Regions from separate parts of the Anser cygnoides genome. Here all the other regions are linked to region 3. The links are chromatin contacts, called in public Hi-C maps. All regions are on one chromosome and are shown on one strand. The core of a region is the stretch at or near the end of the contact, and the rest is flanking DNA. Distances in the headings are between cores, read along the strand shown.

Region 1 (2,821 bases), core at 45-2,544, 400 kb before region 3:
GGCGGCCGGGATGGCAATTTGTCCCCTGCTGCCCCCTCCCCCCAAATGGCTCTGCTGGACTTTGGAGCGATTCCCACGGGCGGGCGAGGTGAATTTTGACCCGAACTCACGCATCGCTCGGCGGGGCAGAAAGCGCGCCCGTGGGGCTGCCGGGGTGGGGCGGGTGGGGGAAAAAGGTGGGCGCGCATCGTGGGAACCGCGGGTGGGGGACGGGGTGGGGGACACGATCCCGAGTGGGGCGAGCTTTGGGGGGGGGGGGGGGCGCGCCGCGCACCCCCTTTTACCTCCGTGGCCTTTTCGCCCAGAGCCGCAAGGACGAGAGGGGAGGGGAAGGAGGGAGGGGAATCGCCAGAGAGGGTGGGACTTCGGCGGAGCGTCTCTCCCCGCGGCCGCGCCGAGCAGTTGCAGAGCGCCGGCGAGCGGGCGGTGGGGCGGGCGCTGCGCGGGGAGCGGGCGCTGCGCGGAGCCGCCGCTGGAGTGCGCGGAGCCGCCGCTGCCGCGGCGCCGGGGGGCGAGGAGCGCACGCCGAGCCGGCGGGGGACAGCGCGCCGCGGGAGCACCTCAGCCCTCCCCGGGCACCGGGACCTGCGCTTGGCTCGCCGCCTTGCTTTATCCTCCTCCCGTTTAATTGAATTTTTTTTTTTTTCCCCCCCACCTATACTTTGGATTTTTTTTTTTTTCTCTCCCTTTCCTGCAGAGCCCCCCCCCCCCCCCCCCCCCCCCCCCCCTTTTCCCCTCTTCTCCGCCCCGGTTGCCTCCCTCTCCAGCCAGTTTGGATTTTTTTTTCTTTTTCTTTTTTTTCGCCCTCTTCTGATTTTTTTTTTTTTTTTAAAAAGCGGTGGACGGCCGAGCGGCGGCGGGCTCAGCCCCTTCCATCCCCCCGGCGGGGGGAGGCAGCCGCCGCGAAGAAGAGGTGGGGGGCGCGCAGGAAAAGAGATGCATTGAAACTTTTCCCCGCAAACTTTGGCGTGAGTGCGCGAAGCCGAGAGCGAGCGCGGCGCGGGTGCCTCTGCCTGCCCCGGTTGCCGCTGTGGAGCTCGGATTGCCCGGCGGCGGGGGCCGGGCGGCGGCGGCGGGGCGGCCGCGGAGCCTGCGCTCGGCCCGGCGGAGCGCCCACCGGGAGCAGCAGCGGGGGCCGCCGGCGGAGAGCCGGCCTTATGGAGGGGTGAACGCGGACGCCCCGAAGAGGAGCCCCCCTTCCCCCGGAGCCCCTCGCAGCGCCCGGCCGGCGGCACCCCAGGAGGGCACGGAGGAGGCGCGGGCGAGAGCGCGGCGGGGCGGCGGCGGCGGCGGCGGCGGGGCGGCGGCGGAGGCGAGGCGGAGCGCGGCGGGCCCCGTTCCTCCGCGGCGTGCGGCGGCAACCATGAACTTTCTGCTCACTTGGATCCACTGGGGGCTGGCGGCGCTGCTCTATCTGCAGAGCGCGGAGGTAAGCGGCGGGACGGGGCTTTTGTGCCCCCGCGTGCGGAGGGGAAGGGGTTGGGGGGGCGGGAAAAATTAAGAAAAAAAATGGTTTTTTTTCCTTTTTTTTTTTTTTTTTTTAAAAATTTATTCCCCCTTCCCTCGGCTCCCACCTGCTCGCTGTGCCCGTGCGAGGGGGGCGAGGCGCGGAGGGGCCGCGCACATGTGCGCGCATTGCACGCCCCCGCCGTGGGGCTCCGCGGGGCCGGGGCGCTGCGCGGCGCTGCGCGGGGCAGGGAAGGGAAGGGAAGGCAAAGGAGGGGAGGCAGCGCGCTGGCTTCTTGCATCAGCCTCTCTCCTGCCGGCCTCGGCTCTCCTGACATTGCAAAAGGGTGTTTCGGCGGTATTTGCCTTGGGTCCCGGCTCGGGTTCGCGCTGCCTTGTGGAGTTCAAAATACCTAGCTGGAAAAACAAATAGAGATCAAAGAGGACAAAATGGATCCTGAATTTCTTCCAGATTGATTTTTTTTTTTCAAAATGCATATCTCCTGCACCGAGATTACAAAACCCCTCGTTTTTCCCTTCTCTCCTTCCTCGGTCACTTTTACTTTTGCCTCATTGTCATTCCTGAGCGATTAGAAACCGACTCTTCCTCCTTGTCTTTCTCTCCTTTAAAAAAAAAAAAAAAGGAGAGAGAAAAAGAAAGGCAGCTTTCTGTGCAAACCTGTCCTATAAATCTGTTTTCAAAAGAGTCAAGAGGGCTGTGTTGCCAAGAGATATTAAGGGGTTTAGACAGAGTGCCCACGTGAAAGTGGCTGTATGCTAGGCAGGCGTGGATTATGTTTTAAGGGCTGTAAGGAGCTAGTTCTCCCCTGCCATTCCTCCTCAGCTCTTGGCGAGAATGCGGGCCAGATCATCTCCCACTGTCGTGAACATAAACGTCGCTTGCAAACTAATCAGTTATTCACATTGTTTGTTCAGCACCGATGCTGGAAGGTAACTCCCCAATTAGGAGCCATTTCAGCTGTAACCGAAGTCATGCAGGCACTGCACGCTTTGTTTCTAGCCTGTTATATCTCTACTTTCTCCAGTGACAGCCGCACGTTAGGCTGTGCTCGATGGGAACCGAGGCTGAGCTCTCATTAGAGCGTGTCACGGAGCAGCTCCGTGCAGCCAGCCTGCCAGATTTGGCTCGTGGGACGATTCTTTCCGCTCTCCAAGAGTTTTTCCACCGTCACCGAAAACAGGGCTTCTTTGCCTCCCAGCTCCTCAGTAAACTTGCAGAGCAGCGTCTGTTCCCTGGCTGTAGGTTAGACAACTCCGGGTCGGTGTCTAGTGATAATACCCTTCAACCCTCCCCTTGCTCCTTCTCCCCTCCCCTTCCTCTTCCCCGGAGATGAAGCTGCGGATCAGGTAGGGT
Region 2 (2,989 bases), core at 362-2,861, 310 kb before region 3:
GCGTGGCTCCTGCTGTGATGAATTAGCACCACGTAGCTACCCACTGTTCTGGGAAATTATTCGTATGCATCAAGGTGTAAACAATCCCTTCCTGTAGGAGGAGCCCAAGAAGGAAGCTAGGTGTCGTCTTGTTCTTCTCTCAGAACTGGGACTGGTCCATACAGGGGTCTGAAAGCAAACTGAGGGTGGCTCAGTTGAGATAAGGCATTTGTGAGGCTTACTAGAGAGAGGAGCATTCAGAGGACAGAGCAAGCCTTGTCTGTTGTGGATGCCTGTCTGGCTCCTGCATAAACAGGTGTATTTATTTAGATATGTTAATATCCTTTGCTGCAGGGAAAGCAACCAAATCTGAATGCTCAGCCATTACCTGCTGCAGGGAAAGGGTGCATGCAAGAGGAATGCGAAGGGAGTTCTTGCTGCCAAGGAAAGATGAAAGGATTTTACAAATAGAGGTTGAAAAAAACAAGTAATACTGGAGACTTTATCCCCACATAAAGGAGACAGAGCCTGAAGTGACAGAGAGTCCCCATTGCTTTCTTAAAAACACAAGGGCAAAACGAGTGGCTGAGCAGGAAGTAAGGCAGAAAACAAGATCCTGTAAAAACTGCCAGCAGTTAGGGAGGGAAGAAAAAAATCTCGAAGTACGCAAATCAACTTTGATTTGATGCTAACCCCAATGTCACACTATAGAGGGATAGGCTTGCAATAAATAAATAAAAAAAGGGCACCCAAAAAAATGAGCCTGCTCCGGTGCTCCCACCTCTCTGGGTCCATGCCAGACTGTGAAGTTCACTTTCAAAGGCAAAGCTGACGCGGAGACATTTGACAGGACTCATGCTTCTAAATCACATGGGTGCTTTTGTAAACATTACTTCTGGGTGTACTTAATATCTCCACTATTAATCGGGTTGCGGGGAGTTAAAAGCCCATTAATGGCATTAACGAATGCTACTTAACTGTGCTGAATTGCAAGAGCAAGTTTAGGCAGAGAACAAATACAATGTGACTTTGGAGGAGCAGAGAGCCAGGCAAAAAAATAACATTTTCATCTAGGGGATAAAAACCAAACAAACAGAAAGCAAACACCTGTTAATCAACCCAAAACACACAGCCTATGAGAAGGCAGGAAACCTTTGGCAGGTGATAGTGAGAGAACTTGTGAGTGTGTTGGTGAAAGCCAGATGTGGGGCTCAAGAAATGGAAGGCAGGAGGTGGGCCGATACGTGGAACAGATGTGATAAGATCTTGGCATGCAGTATGGCTACAAGGACGGTCAGTGGAGTTTGGTCTCGCTGGCACAAAGCGCGCGCAAAACACAACCAGGAAGTTACAATCTTGATCCGAAATCTGTAGCATACCAGGCCAGGGAGGCAGTGATAACCTGGATGGTGTTCCAGCAAAGTGACAGCAGGGACTGAGGGCCTGGAGGGATCAGCCATGTCCAGGTTTTTGAAGACTGCAATGGGACAATGCCCCAAACCTGCTTGGTTTGGCTCTGTATTGGCTGACTGTGTTTATGGGTGCATGTTAATACCTGCTTGCACTTACTGGTTTCTGAGCAGCCAGGACAAAGAATCTTTAACATGGTGCTTGCCTGTTTGTAAAGGTTTAAGGGGGGGAGGAGGAATGGGGTTAAGGGAAAATTTAACCTGAATATCGTGGGGAAAAGGTTAAACAAATAAGTGCACAAGAATATGAACATTTCCTCCAGATCTTTGCCTGAAGCTTTCAGAGGAGGTAACGTGGCATGTATCTCATAAAGTTCAATTCTGTATTGTCACAGAGGACAGGTGGATAACCAAGTTCTGCCTTTCTAAATATGTTAACTGCAGAGTATTTCAGATAGATAGACACTCGTTTCTGTATTCTCAGTGTCCTTATTACCTCTTAAAAATGACATTAAAAAAACACTGTGGCTGGAAACATGAAATGCTCAGAAATGGGAAGTGCTAAAATCATGATTGTTCATGCAAAATCATGATTCTTCATGCAATTCAGCCTTCTATATGAATCTGCATTGTGTTACAGTCACAGAATGGTCACTGTATGGGGTAGATCATCACTGAACTCACTGGGTAACTATTCAGAATTTTTTCTTACCCTCATCACTTGACCTCAGACCTTGTTTACTAAACACCACTTAAGCTTTGCATAGAGTGCAAACGGATTACATTTCCTCATGGGTTTTTCTGTGACACTTTCACTCCAAATCTGAGCAGTTCACAAACATGAAGACATTTCCCCTTACTGCAGACCTTGCGAAAAGAGGAAGGAGCTAGCACCACTTCCATCTTACTAAAGTGGAATGAAGACAGAGAGTTTAGAGATGGGACCACTAACTCTGTCTGGCTGTTTGATTTACAGCTACATGAGTTTGCTTTTTTTTTTTTTTTTTTTCAGTGTTGTATATGTTTAGACATTGGCATGTTATTTAAATCTGCAGAGAATTTACCCTCCAAGCAACTATTGTGAAAGACAAAACTGCAGATATATAACAAAACCAATTGTGTTCTGTGAATATGAGAGCTGAGCACTTACTGAGAGAAAAGGACAAGGAAAAAAAAGAAAATTATTGAGGGGATCAGAGGGAGAGTGGGGAGGGAGAATGGTGTGTGGACGAGAAAGTCTAATATTGTAAAAGGCTCATGAACAAATGAAATGAGCACTGGAGAACATCTTTGGGCAGGACATGGCGCTAGGAGGATAGAAGAAAGATGATCTAAGCAGGACCTAGGATACCCTTGTTAGAAAGTTTTGATACTAAAGCCACCTGAAATGGAGAGGGAATCACAGGCAAATGTGTGATGGCCTGATACGAACTATCTTGGGAGGCAAAACACATCCCTGACTGAAGAGAGGGGGAGTGTGGGGGAGAGAATTTCTGCCAGGATTTTTGCCAGGAGTGGCCAGGATTTCTTGAACCTCTAGTGCCAGGGACTCCCATAATTTGGTGTTGAAGGCACAGCTCCCAGCAACCTCGCTTGCAATG
Region 3 (2,718 bases), core at 97-2,596:
GCCCCAAGAACAAGTCCGTCTTCAAGAAGTTCTTCGGCAAGAAGGAGTGAACCCCGGCCGAGGGGGAGGAAAGCCCCCGCCTGCCCGTGTTCCTCCTCTCGGGTGCCGTCCTCGCACCGTCTCCGCTGCCAGCACCAGCTCACCGCTCGCCGCCTGCCCGGGGGGGCTGCACTACACCCCCGCCTCCCCCTTCCCGCCCCCGGGCCTCCCCCCACACGCAGCACAGGCAGGGCCGGGGGCCTTTTTATTAAAAAACAGATCGACACGCGGTCTGGGAGCTTCTTCATCCAGCCCGCAGAGGGGCTCCCGAAGGTGGGTGGTGGTCATGTCAGAGGAGGGGGCTCCCGTGGCCGGGCTCGGTGCTGCTCGAGGGGAAGCCTGAGCCACCTGGCATCTCCCGAGGAGCTTGGTCCTGTGGTTTTCCCTGTTGTCCCCAGCCCAGCTCATCCCTCGTGGCACCTGGACCCCGTTTCCCTCACTTGCTCAGCCTCGAGCCTCGTGCTCGGTGCAGGATGGCCGCAGGCAGGCGCGTGCTGCATGCTGTGGTGACGGTCAGGGAGCGTGGCCAGACCCCGGGGGCTTCCCTGTCCCAAAATTTTGCAATAGCTTCGCCAGCCCGTGCTGGTGTCAGCCACTCTGGTTCCTGTCTGTGCCGGGAAGGGGAGGGAGCCCAAAGCCCCGTCCGGGTGTGCACCAGCCCTCAGGCAAAAAGGACAGGTCTGTGAGGACGCTCCCGGCAGGCTCCGAGGCTCAGCCTCTCCTCCGCAGGCACAGGATGGGGCTTAAAATAGCTGGGCTGGCTGCCGCCCAGATCCGCAGCAAGGGCTGCAAGCGCAGAAACACGAGTAGCGGGCACGGGGCTGCTCCCACCCCCCTGTGTCCCGCTGCAACCCCCAGCTGGGGACGGGGGCAGCGGTGTCACCCAGCGAGGGGCTTCGTGCTCCCGGAGGAGGGGAGTTGGGGGGATTTGGGGCCGCAGATTTCTCTTGGCTCGGTCTCTTGGCTCGGTCACCTGTTTTCCTCCAGCACCGCCGCTCGGCCCGTGCACACTGCCTTAATGGGAAGAGAGGAGCGGGGCGGCTCGCTCGGGGCTGGGGGGGATGCCCTGGGACGGGGCCAGCCCCGGCCGTGCCGCGAGGAGGCACTTGCAGCCCCGGCCCTGCGCAGCAGCCGCTCGGTCAGGAGCCGCCAGCTCATTCCTGAGCTGCTCAGGGGCCCGGCGGAGGGGCAGCGGGGCTGGGGCCGCACGGAGGGCTCGTCCCCCCTCACTGCTTGGGGTGCGTGACACCCGGAGCCACCGACCTGCCCAGAGTGTCCCACGCTGGCCCAAGTCCAGCACGGCGGCGTGAGACGAGACGTGTAAAACGGAGCAGGGACGGGGGCACCTTGTGACCCCAGGCAGAGCCCACGGCACGCTCCCCGTGCAGCGGGGTGTCGCAGGAGGGCACCGTCCCCTGCACCCGCGCTGCAGGAGGGCGCCTTCCCCTCACCCTCTCCCCCTCCTTGCCCTGGCGCCGGGCCCCGCTGACGAATCCCGCTGGCGGTCTCGATGGCAGGCGCCGCTTCCCCCCGCTAATCCCCGCGTGCACGCAGCCTCCACCTGCTGAGCCAGCGGGAGCCCCACGGAGCCGCTCGCAGCCAGCGCCTGGCTGAGGAGCTCGTGGCACGGTGAGGGCTCGGCAGCCCCCGTCCTCCCTCCACCGGAGGATCCCCGGCACTGGGCAAGGCGGCAGCGGGGAGCTGAGCCCTGGAGGTAACGGGCAGGGTGGCGAGAGGGAAAGGCGCTGGCTTGGGGGGCTGGATGGGGAGGGGACGTGGCTCTGAGAAGCCACCACAAGGACCCGCGTGCAAGGTCACCCCGCAGCCGGGGGCCTGTGCCGAGCCTTGTCACCCACCGCCCCGTCCCTCTGCCTCGGGGCTGAACGGGGATCTGGGCATCTGGTGACAAGGACGATCCGGCTCCCGGCCATGCTGCGGCCGGAAGGGAAAGGTCCGGGGGGAGCAGGGTCTGCAGGGCGATGCCTATAGGGCAGGGCCCCCCCCTTCACAAGGACTTTGTCCCCAGGAGGGCACGGGGCATCCCCGCGCGGGGGGCCGAGGGCTGTCCTGCAGCCGGGTGTCCTTGGCGCGGCAGGCAGAGCGCTAGGACCTGGGGAGAGGCAGGCAGGCAGCGCTGGCAGCTCTCCCCCTGAGCAGTGCGGGATCCGGGCTTGTCAGCCGGCAGCACCGCGGGCACGCAGCCCGCCAGCGGCCCTGCGGACATCGGAAACAAACAAACAAAAATAAATAAAAAAAATCACAACAACATGTAAGCGTGCATGGTCGTGCCCCGGGCTGGCACCGTGTGCCATGGACGGCCGCCGCGGAGCTGCAGGCGCTGTAACTAGGGCACGGGGCTGAGCGGCGGTGCCGTGGGACACAGCAGGTCAGAGCTGGGGCACGGGGACACCGGCAGCGGTGGCTTTGCTCTGTGTGCTGTCCCACAACGGGGCAGGGGTTGGGGTGCTGTGGGGGTGGCAGGTGGTCCGGTGGGTTTTTTGGCCCCGGTGCGCTCGCCCCCATGCTCCCGGCCATACTGGGGTGGTGCCTTGTGTTCCCGTAAGGTCCTTGGGGTACCTGCAGCGCGGGGGACACCACCGGGGAGCCCTCACTCTGCGCCTCCCCGTCGGGGTTTCTTCCCCAGCCCTGCCCAAACCTCGCAAGCCCTTTGTCCCCGGA

Evidence for each region. Hi-C and Micro-C count contacts between places; a contact is called where the count stands out from the background.
Region 1: a contact with region 3 is called in a Hi-C map of liver, with 5 times the contacts expected there. The contact joins the promoter of VEGFA here to the promoter of SLC29A1 in region 3. A contact is called at or near these places in 2 of 7 Hi-C or Micro-C datasets (both in liver).
Region 2: a Hi-C map of liver shows a contact between it and region 3, with 18 times the contacts expected there. The contact joins the enhancer-like site here to the promoter of SLC29A1 in region 3. A contact is called at or near these places in 2 of 7 Hi-C or Micro-C datasets (both in liver).

What each region holds. Positions count from the first base shown.
Region 1 is chr3:34,260,174-34,262,994 of Taihu_goose_T2T_genome, reverse strand. VEGFA (vascular endothelial growth factor A) reads left to right here and starts at 1,294. Exons shown (of 6, transcript XM_066993857.1): 1 at 1,294-1,429. The coding sequence starts at 1,364.
Region 2 is chr3:34,172,018-34,175,006 of Taihu_goose_T2T_genome, reverse strand. The region is part of intron 2 of LOC106029742 (a long non-coding RNA gene); the gene reads left to right. Among named protein-coding and RNA genes, the nearest start is that of VEGFA, 88 kb to the left of the region's middle. Within about 2 kb of position 1,611, at least 1 of the 3 cell types and tissues checked has open chromatin away from gene starts, as enhancers often do. A contact at or near this core is called in liver, where this site is marked.
Region 3 is chr3:33,859,006-33,861,723 of Taihu_goose_T2T_genome, reverse strand. SLC29A1 (solute carrier family 29 member 1 (Augustine blood group)) reads left to right here and starts at 1,346. Exons shown (of 14, transcript XM_048080133.2): 1 at 1,346-1,753. LOC106048216 (spectrin beta chain, non-erythrocytic 2-like) reads left to right here. Exons shown (of 31, transcript XM_066993846.1): 31 at 1-265. The coding sequence ends at 50.